Linked DNA regions of Callithrix jacchus: region 1 is linked to region 2. The links are chromatin contacts, called in public Hi-C maps. All regions are on one chromosome and are shown on one strand. Each heading gives the region's core, a stretch centred on a gene start, on an enhancer-like site or on the middle of the called end of the contact. The rest is flanking DNA. Distances are from core to core; before and after follow the strand shown. Region 1 holds the start of CLSPN (claspin). Region 2 holds the start of TFAP2E (transcription factor AP-2 epsilon).

Region 1 (4,373 bases), core at 261-2,760, 200 kb after region 2:
TAACCAGACAGCTTAAGGAATAGGGCTGCTTTTAATCACGATTCTCTGCTAGGGAATTTGCAGCAATGTCAAAGGGCAGGGCCAGGAACAGGGTAAGGTCAGGTCTCAAAAAATTCAGTAATCAAAATAAGTAACACTTTAATGCAATTATTTTTCAAAAAATTAAATCTCCATGAGACCGCTGCCAATAATAAAAAAGAAAAAAAAGTCAAATCGACAGAGGCCAGACTTGGTGGCTCACGTCTGTAATCCCAGCACTTTGAGAGGCCAAGGTGGGCATATCACCTGAGGTCGGGAGTTCAAGACCAGCCTGGCCAACATGGTGAAATCCCGTCTCTACTAAAAATACAAAAATTATCTGGGCATGGTGGCACACGTCTGTAATGTTAGCTACTTGGGAGGCTGAGGCAAGAGAATCACTTGAACCTGGGAGGAGGAGGTTGCAATGAGCCAAGATGGAGCCACTGTACTCCAGCCTGGGCCACACAGTGAGGCGCTGTCTCCAAAAATAAATAAATAAATAAATAAATATCAACAATCTACGGCTCATGAGGTCAGCCGCCCGCTTCTGTAAATAAGTTTATTGGAACAAGGGGCGGGATTAGGGTGAGGTGAGTGAGGCAGGGTCCCGCAAGAGCCTGGTTGGATCTTGTCTTTGTTCAAACGTCCGATATTTTGTTCAATAGCAAATCATAAAATGCTTTGCATTAATTTTTTTTTTTTAAATATTGCATTAAAATCTGAGTTTCATTTGATTACTGAGGGTTTTGGCACTCCTTTAAATTTTGCTCCTAAGGAGAGAATGCCTTGCCCGAATCCGGCCCCAGAAAGGACACAGGTCTGGAAACGTGTGTTTTTATGCCCAATTTCACCAGAGAGCTGCCAGCCACCAACCAGGAGCCCCAACTGTGACTTCCCCCCTCCGGGCCCCGTCGGAAAGCGCGGAGGGCCAGCGCCAGATGACCTCCAGGCCCGCTCCCAAGCCCAGTGTGGAGCTCCCTAACATAACACTCTCGCCCTCTATTTGCCGAGAATCCCGCCCCGCACCCTGGCGGCCCGGTTCGGCCAGAGCCTCCTGGTTTTCGGGGTACCCTGCGGGGAGGAGCTTCCGCGACAGGAAACGCGCCAAAGGGCTGGGCGGGCGGCAGAAATGGACTGAGCTGCAGGCACCGCGCGCCGCAGAGACCTGGAGCTCCACCGCCAAGGGGTCCGAAGCACCGGAAGCCTGACGGCGGGACGGGACGCCCATTCAGAGACCTTCCCGGCCGAGTCGCGAGGCTGCGGGAGCGGACGCAGTGAACGCCGGGAGCCCCGGCTCTACCCCAGCCCTACCTAACCCCTCGGCGCCGGGCCCTCGCAGCCCCGGTGAGAAGCGTGTGCATAAACTCACCTCGGAACCCACCTCGCCCGTCATGACTCCTGACTACAGTGCGCTCCGCTAGGGATGGAGTGGTCTCCGGTTCCCTCAGCCGGAGCGCAGCGGCTACCACCGTCTCCAGCCCGGCAGCACTGTTAGAGCTTTCCCGCCCAGCCAGAGCGGAGGCCCCACCCCGATAGTTTGCACCAATCCAGAGGGGGCTTTCGAGCGATGCCCCGCCCTCATCCTACCCACCAATCACGCAGTGCCTCCGGCCGCCCAATCTCATATTAACTCGGGCTGGGTTGGCGGGTGGTAACTACTATTGGCCGCGGAGCCTGGGCCACCTGGAGGTGCGCAGGGTGCGGTGCCACAGGTACTAGGGGAGCAGTGGTCTTTGACCATTGACACTTGCTTAAACACCAAGTGCTATTGGAGGAGTGAGTCTTCCAGGAAGAAGTGAGCGGCCTGTATCTGAACATCTTCAGAGGGATTCCAGGGTGCCCGTGGGGATTTTCTCTACTGACTTCATTTCTGGAACAGCTAAATCCGGTCTGTCTCTTGCACATGACACTTATCATTGAGTGTATATATATGTGTGTGTGTGTGTGTGTGTGTGTGTGTGTGTGTGTGTGTGTGTATACAAACATACTGTTGGTTTTTTTTTAGATGGAGTCGCCCTCTGTTGCCCAGGCTGTAATGCAATGGCGCGATCTCGGCTCACTGCAATCTCCGCCTCCCGGGTTCAAGCGATTCTTGTGCCTCAGCCTCCCGAGTATCTGGATTACAGGCACCTGCCACCTCGCCCGGCTAATTTTTGTATTTTTAGTAGAGATAGGGTTTTACTATGTTGGCCAGGCTGGTCTTGAACTCGTGACCTCAAATGATCCGCCCGCCTCGGCCTCCCAAAGTGCTAGGATTACAGGCCTTAGCCACAACTCCCAGCCCACTTTTTTATTTTTTAAAGAGGGCTGGGCGTCTTGGCTCATGCCTGTAATCTCAAGGCTCTAGGAGGTCGAGGTGGGAGGATGGCTGGACCCCAGGAGTTTGAGGTTAGAGTGAGTTATTATACAACCGCAATACAGCCTGGGCGACAGAGCAAGACCCTGTCTCTAAAGAAAAAAGTTTTGCAGGTTGCTCAGATACCAAAGAGTATAGTTGGATAATCTATAATTTTATGTAGGGTTAATTCGAGGATGTAGAAAGCCCTCATCACTCCTAATGGGCTTTCTACCTTTAAACAAGGCTGGGAAAAGAATTGAAACTCTGGGCTGGGCGCAGTGGCTCACGTCTGTAATCCCAGCACTTAGGGAGGCTGAGGCGGGTGGATCATGAGGTCAGGGGTTCAAGATCAGCTTGACTAAGATGGTGAAACCCCATCTCTACTAAAAATACAAAAAAATTAGCTGGGTGTGCTGGCAGGCACCTGTAATCCCAGTTACTCAAGAGGCTGAGGCAGAGAATTGCTTGAACCTGAGAGATGGAGGTTGTAGTGAGCTGAGATCGTGCCACTGCACTCCAGCCTGGGTGACAGAACAAGACTGTCTCAAAAAAAAAGAAGAATTGATGTGTGTACCTACGCAACTGTCTTGCATGCTCTGCTCATGTACCCCAAAACCTAAAATCCAATAAAAAATTAAAAAAAAAAAAAGAAGAATTGAAGCTTAAGTTTATCCAAGACAATTCTAATCCCAATTTTGCCACTGTGCTGGCCATTATTTTTTGCCCCTCCACATCAATTCTCTGTCCTTTCTTTGCCCTGGTGTGTGTCAAGGCAAGGCTGACCTCTCTACTTTATTATCCCACCTCCCTTGCCCTCTGGCTTCTGGTTGAGTCAGGCCCATGTAAAGGTTATGTAAGGAGAGCAGAGGCCACCAGGAAAGAAAAGTCAGAGTATTTATTGATTTATTGCTCATTTAACCCTCCATGGTCACATTCACTGCTAGTGTGGCCAGCTTGGCCCAGCTTGCCCAGGACTTTCCTAGTTTCTTTTTTTTTCTGAGATGGAGTCTTGCTCTGTCACCCAGGCTGCAGTGCAATGGCACGATCTTGGCTCAATGCAACCTCGGCCTTCCGGGTTCAGGCGATTCTTCTGCCTCAGCCTCCCTGAGTAACTGAGATTACAGGCATGCGCCACCATGCCTGGCTAAGTTTTATGTTTTTAGTAGAGACGGGGTTTCAACACGTTAGGCTGGTCTCAAACTCCTGACCTCGTGATCTGCGCACCTCAGCCTCCCAAAGTGCTGGGATTACAGGCATGAGCCACTGCACCCGTCTGACTTTCCTAGTTTTAGCACTGAAAGTCCCGCATCCTGAGAACCTCCTCAGTCACAGGCATACCATATGGCTGGTTTGTCAACCAATCCACTGGCCTCCTCTTCTAAGCTAAAGCTGGGTTCAGAAAAAGCTCCCTCTCCACATCTTCATTTCTTTACCTCCTCACCATCTCTCAACCTACTTCTGCCCCACCAGGAGCCCATCATCCATCTACTTCTCTTTTTGTGTCTTGGTTTAGCCACCTTTTCATCCACGTTACTGTTAATTTCTACATCAATGATTCCCAAATATACATCTATTCCCAAATATACATCATATGTGGAGGGCTAACGTTTATTGAAGCCTTACTCTGTGGCAGAAACAATTGCAAGGATTTTATTAGCATTATCTTATTTAATCTTCAGAGTAAACTTGTAAGTAATATTATTATCTCTTTTTTAGAAGATCAGGAAACCAAACTTTTAAAAGGCTAGTAACTGGTGGAACCAGTTTTCAGATCCTGCTCGATGTGACTTCAGAGCTCATACCCCTCAAAGAGACCCTGCCTGAGCATCCTCTGTTATCCCGTCTTCTCCTGTGCTGGTTTCCCTGATAACACCGACCTTAGCCTGAAATTTTATTTATATCTATTTGTCTGTTGTTGCTCCAAGAGGATAGGCACTTTGTTTTCTTTACCTCTGTATCAGTGCTATCTAGAATTGTCTTTCTTAAATTTGAGCATGCATCAGAGTAATCTGAA
Region 2 (4,559 bases), core at 394-2,893:
AAGGTTGCAGAGAGCTTTCAAATTCTGCTTCATCCACCACCCTCACTGGCAGTTCCAGACTTCGGAAAGTTCTTAATGATGAATCTTTGGCTTCTAGCCTCCTTCTTTCTCCATCGCTCCCCTGGCTGAGATCATCCAGCCCTGAGCTCTGGACCTGTCATGCATCTTCTGGGACACTCACTTGGAATCATACTTTCCATGAGTTAATGGTGTCACTATCACCTCCTCTATATCAATAATTTTACTTTAATCTCATTTACTACTTTACTAGAAATGAACCAAAAAAACAACTAGTCCTCTCTGCCTTCCTCTCCTTTTTTATTGGTGTTTTGGAAGTTGCAGAAACTGAGATCACAGAGGAAATGGGACGTAGCTAGGCTCACGCAGTCACTCGGAGTTAGGACTAAACCTAAGCCCCTGAGTCTGAGGCAGTAGATAATAGCGATTCTGAGCAGAGAGGAGCCAGGGGCTGATTACCCCAGCTCTACCACTTAACTTAGCTGCTTGACCTTGGGCAAGACATTTAACCTCACCCCTCCCCTGAAAATGGGGATGATATGGGTATCTCTCTCATAGAGCTGCTGTGAGGGTTAAATAATCCAAAATTTGTGAAGCACTTTGCACAGAGGCTGTCACATTCTGTAATAAGTCTGCTGTGATTATTTCTACTTTGCCCTGGTCTACACATCTTCTTGCTTTTAGAAACATCTTTCTTCTTTCTTAATTCCCATTCTCCTTAGCATTTCCCTCTCATTTGTTCATCTTTAATCCCTGTCTCTGCTTCTCAGGAGGGGAAGGTTGGGTTTGTTGCCTGACAGCCAGGGAGTGCCTGCCATGGTAACACAAAAACATGTAGCCTGCGCATGTTAGTGTAACAATCACACAGCACCCCCGTGAGTTACAGTCACTCAACAGTCTCTGGGTATCTCAAGACCACACTCAATCAGCCCAGGCCCCTGTGGCTTCAGAAACACCTTGGCTCCTGGTCAGGTGGAGCTTATACTGAAACCTATCCCAGGCAACTTTGTCTGGCCAGCTTGTGTCTCCAACTGTCTCAGAGCCTGGCTTGGCATTGGAAGTTTTCAGCCCAGGAAGCGTGAGTGAAGTGGGCACCTTAGAGGGATTTTAATCCATTCAGGAGAGACTGTGATGGTAGCCCCCCTACACACACACACAAACACTGACACACATGTGCACATGAGCAGATAGGCTTGAGTCTGCAGCTCACAAACTTCTTCCACGTTCATAATTGCCCCCTCATCCAAAGTCTCTTGAGGTTCTTAGACAAAGGATTGATACCTATTTTACAGAGGAAGCTGAGGCCAGCAAAGAATAGTGCTTTGCTTAAAGGAAAGGATGTGATAGAGCCGAGCAAATGTAGGGCCCCTGCGTCCCAGCCACGAATCTTTCTGTTTCACTGCAGCTGCGAGCTGCCAGCCCAGAAGGCGGCTCACATCAACGTGAGCTAATTCACGCCCCACTACCCACCCTACCCGATCCCACCGCCAAAGCCACCGCTTCCCCTTTGGTGGCCGCTGGGGAAAAGGGAGAGAACTGCCATAGCTTGTCTCTTTAATGCGCGCCCCCGGAGGCCCGGCGCGCCCCCGCCACTATAACTGGAGTGCATGGAGCAGGCTTAGCTCAGAGGAGGAAGGGCGGGCGCTGGGCACCCATTGACCGACTTTTCTAAGTGCCATCAGTGCCCGTCTGTCCCGCCTCCATGGACCCGTCCGGGGACGGCCACAGCTGAGGACCCCACGCCCATTAGGATACCGGCTGGGTCGCACCCAAGCTACCCGCACCGCGACCCCCGCCGGCTGTGCCGGCTTCCCGCGCCTTTGCCCGCATCTCTTGCCGTCGGGCCAGGGCTCTGCCGCCGTCACGCCTCGAGCTCCGCGCTCACCGCCCGATGCTGGTGCACCCCTACTCCACCATGGTGAGTAGTCTCGGGGCCCCGGGCATACTAGGCTGGGGGATTGGGGCGCCTGAGTGCTGGACTTTCCAACCCTCCTGCCCCGCGCCAACGAAATCTCGGAGGGAAGGGGCCTCAGGGACTCCGCCAGCTGAAAACTCGAGGCGCAAGTGACCGCTGTCCCCAGCCTGAGGCTCCTGCGGCCGCGAGTGGCTTGGAAATAACCTCGGGCCCCAGGAAGGGTGATGGACGGCAGCCGGACCCTTCAAGCTGAGGAGGATCCTTTCGGGCTGGGGTCCTTTCAGCTCCAGCGGGTCACCTAATGCACCATCTCCTTCCCCAGGAGCGCCCTGAGGGGCTGGGCGCAGCGGCTGGCGGGGCCCGCCTGTCGTCTTTGCCCCAGGGGGCCTACGGGCCGGCGCCCCCTCTCTGCCACACGCCGGCCGCCGCAGCTGCCGCCGAATTCCAGCCGCCCTACTTCCCGCCACCCTACCCGCAGCCACCACTGCCCTACAGCCAGGCGTCCGACGCCGCCGCAGCCTTTCCCCACCTGGCAGGAGACCCGTACGGCGGCCTGGCGCCCCTGGCGCAGCCTCAGCCTCCTCAGGCCACCTGGGCCGCGCCCCGCGCCGCCGCCCGCGCCCACGAGGAGCCACCAGGCCTGCTGGTACCGCCTGCCCGCGCCCTGGGCCTTGACCCGCGCCGTGACTACGCCGCCGCAGTGCCCCGGCTCCTGCAAGGCCTGGCCGACGGCGCGCACGGCCTGGCAGACGCACCGCTCGGCCTTCCAGGGCTGGCGGCGGCGTCCGGTCTGGAGGACCTGCAGGTGAGACCCGAGGGGTTCGGGATGGATCGGGACTGGCCGCGGTGGTTTAGTACCTTGGCTGGAGGCAGAAGGTGGCAAATGCAGGAACCCGACTTTTCTCCCAGCTCGCCACTTCTCACTGGTGACTCGGAGGATGTGTCCAATCTCTTGGGTTAGACGGTGCCTGGCCATCAAGGCTGCCTGGCACTGAGTCCGCCGGCACCGAGTCCACCGCCTTAATAGCGGCGACCCTCGGCAGGGACCGAATCGCTTCTTTTCTCCCCGCTGGGCCGTTGAGCCACGTATGGCGTCCATGGGGCAGCCTGCACCTGGGGCGAAGAGAGGCCTAATAGTTACCAGTTTAAGGTTCAAAATTCCCTTTTTGCACTGCACGGTGAGTTACTCACGGCTCTAGCTCGGTGCCTAGACTTGGCGATTCCTGGGACTGTCCGTTGCCGCCCCAGGCGGAGGTGGTGAGCATTGTGCGAGCAGACCGGGACCTGGGGTCGCCGGGTCTTGGGAAGCCATGGACGACTAGGTCTTTATGCGCCCTCACCGCCGCCCTCTCCTATTTGCAGAAGATGGATGATCCTGGAATGAGCCTCCTAGACCAGTCCGTGATCAAGAAAGGTAAGGAATGGTGTGCATCGTCAGGGTACAGCCGGGCAAGATGGTGCAGGCCCCGAGTGCACAGACCCATTTTCTTCACCTGCTGTGTCTCCTGTGTGTTGCCAGGCTGTCTGTCCACCAGAGGTTGGGCAGAGGTGCGAGCTTGATGAGTTTGCCCAGCACCCTGTAGCCTGGGGTGGGCCTGAGCAGGTCAGTGTTTACTGGGCTGCAGCACTGGGAGTCTGGCCTCTCTCCACCGAGGGGGAGGATGCTCTTAATGGATCTGGAGGTGATTTGCAGAACGAGTTAAACCACTTCCCTGTTTCCCTAAGAGGGGGGAATGGAAGTGCTGTTCCCACGGAGTTTGGGAAATGATTTTCACTTTAGAGAGCCTTAGCATTCCCCAACCTGGCTGGCGCTTTCTTCCCCTTCCTTCCGGCAGGGCCTTGGAGGCCTCTGGCAGAATTTTCTTTCTGTGGAGCTGGTGTGTGAAGACTGTGTGTTAGGCTGTGTGCACCTGAGTTAGGGCCCACCTGCTCCTGGGTGTCTGTGTCTATGTGAGTTCAGGGTCCTGTGTGTGTCTGAAATGTTCCTTTCGTGGGTGTCTTAGCATTTCTTGGAGTCTGAGTGTGTCTGTTTCTGTGAATGTGTCTTTACATAGGTGTGCATTTCTCTGCATTTGGGGTCTCAACATGTAGGGTATCTCTGTTGTGTCCTGCACTTTGTTCTTTGGTATCTGAGGATTTCTAAGCATGCGGGAGCCCTCTCTCTGTGTGCATATATAGGAGTATTTGTGTGACTCCTGGCATTAGTAAAATCCAGGAGGCACCTTTTCTGGCCTGAGGACCAAGTTCTGGCCATGCCAGAGGAAGGTGAGAGACAGACAAAAAGAGCCAGAGAGGAGCAGAGACTCAGAGGGGCCGAGGCATTGGGTGGCCTCCTTACATTTGGGGCAGGTGCTGGAAGGATTTCAGAGGCACACATGAGCCTGCGGTGCCCCAAGCAGGCACTGTTCCCACAAGATTTAGCTCAAGTTGTTTTTCAGACGAATGAATTCAAGCCTGGACTCTATTTGCCCTGCACTTGTTCTCTGAGGAAGTCAGGGTGGAAGTGGTGGTGGCAGGTTGGGTCTGGACTTCCAGGATGGCCAGGAGTGTGTAGGGGAAAGATGAGGCAACAGCACAGGAAGGTGGGGGAAGGGATGGAATTGGGTTTATGTCCTGTATGGCTGGG

The links. Hi-C and Micro-C count contacts between places; a contact is called where the count stands out from the background.
Region 1: a Hi-C map of induced pluripotent stem cells shows a contact between it and region 2, with 2.1 times the contacts expected there. The contact joins the promoter of CLSPN here to the promoter of TFAP2E in region 2. A contact is called at or near these places in 2 of 3 Hi-C or Micro-C datasets (induced pluripotent stem cells and skeletal muscle).

The regions. Positions count from the first base shown.
Region 1 is chr7:72,352,663-72,357,035 of calJac240_pri, forward strand. It overlaps CLSPN (claspin), which reads right to left and starts at 1,511. Exons shown (of 25, transcript XM_002750609.6): 1 at 1,391-1,511. The coding sequence starts at 1,414.
Region 2 is chr7:72,157,442-72,162,000 of calJac240_pri, forward strand. TFAP2E (transcription factor AP-2 epsilon) reads left to right here and starts at 1,644. Exons shown (of 7, transcript XM_035250784.3): 1 at 1,644-1,936; 2 at 2,256-2,738; 3 at 3,296-3,347. The coding sequence starts at 1,910.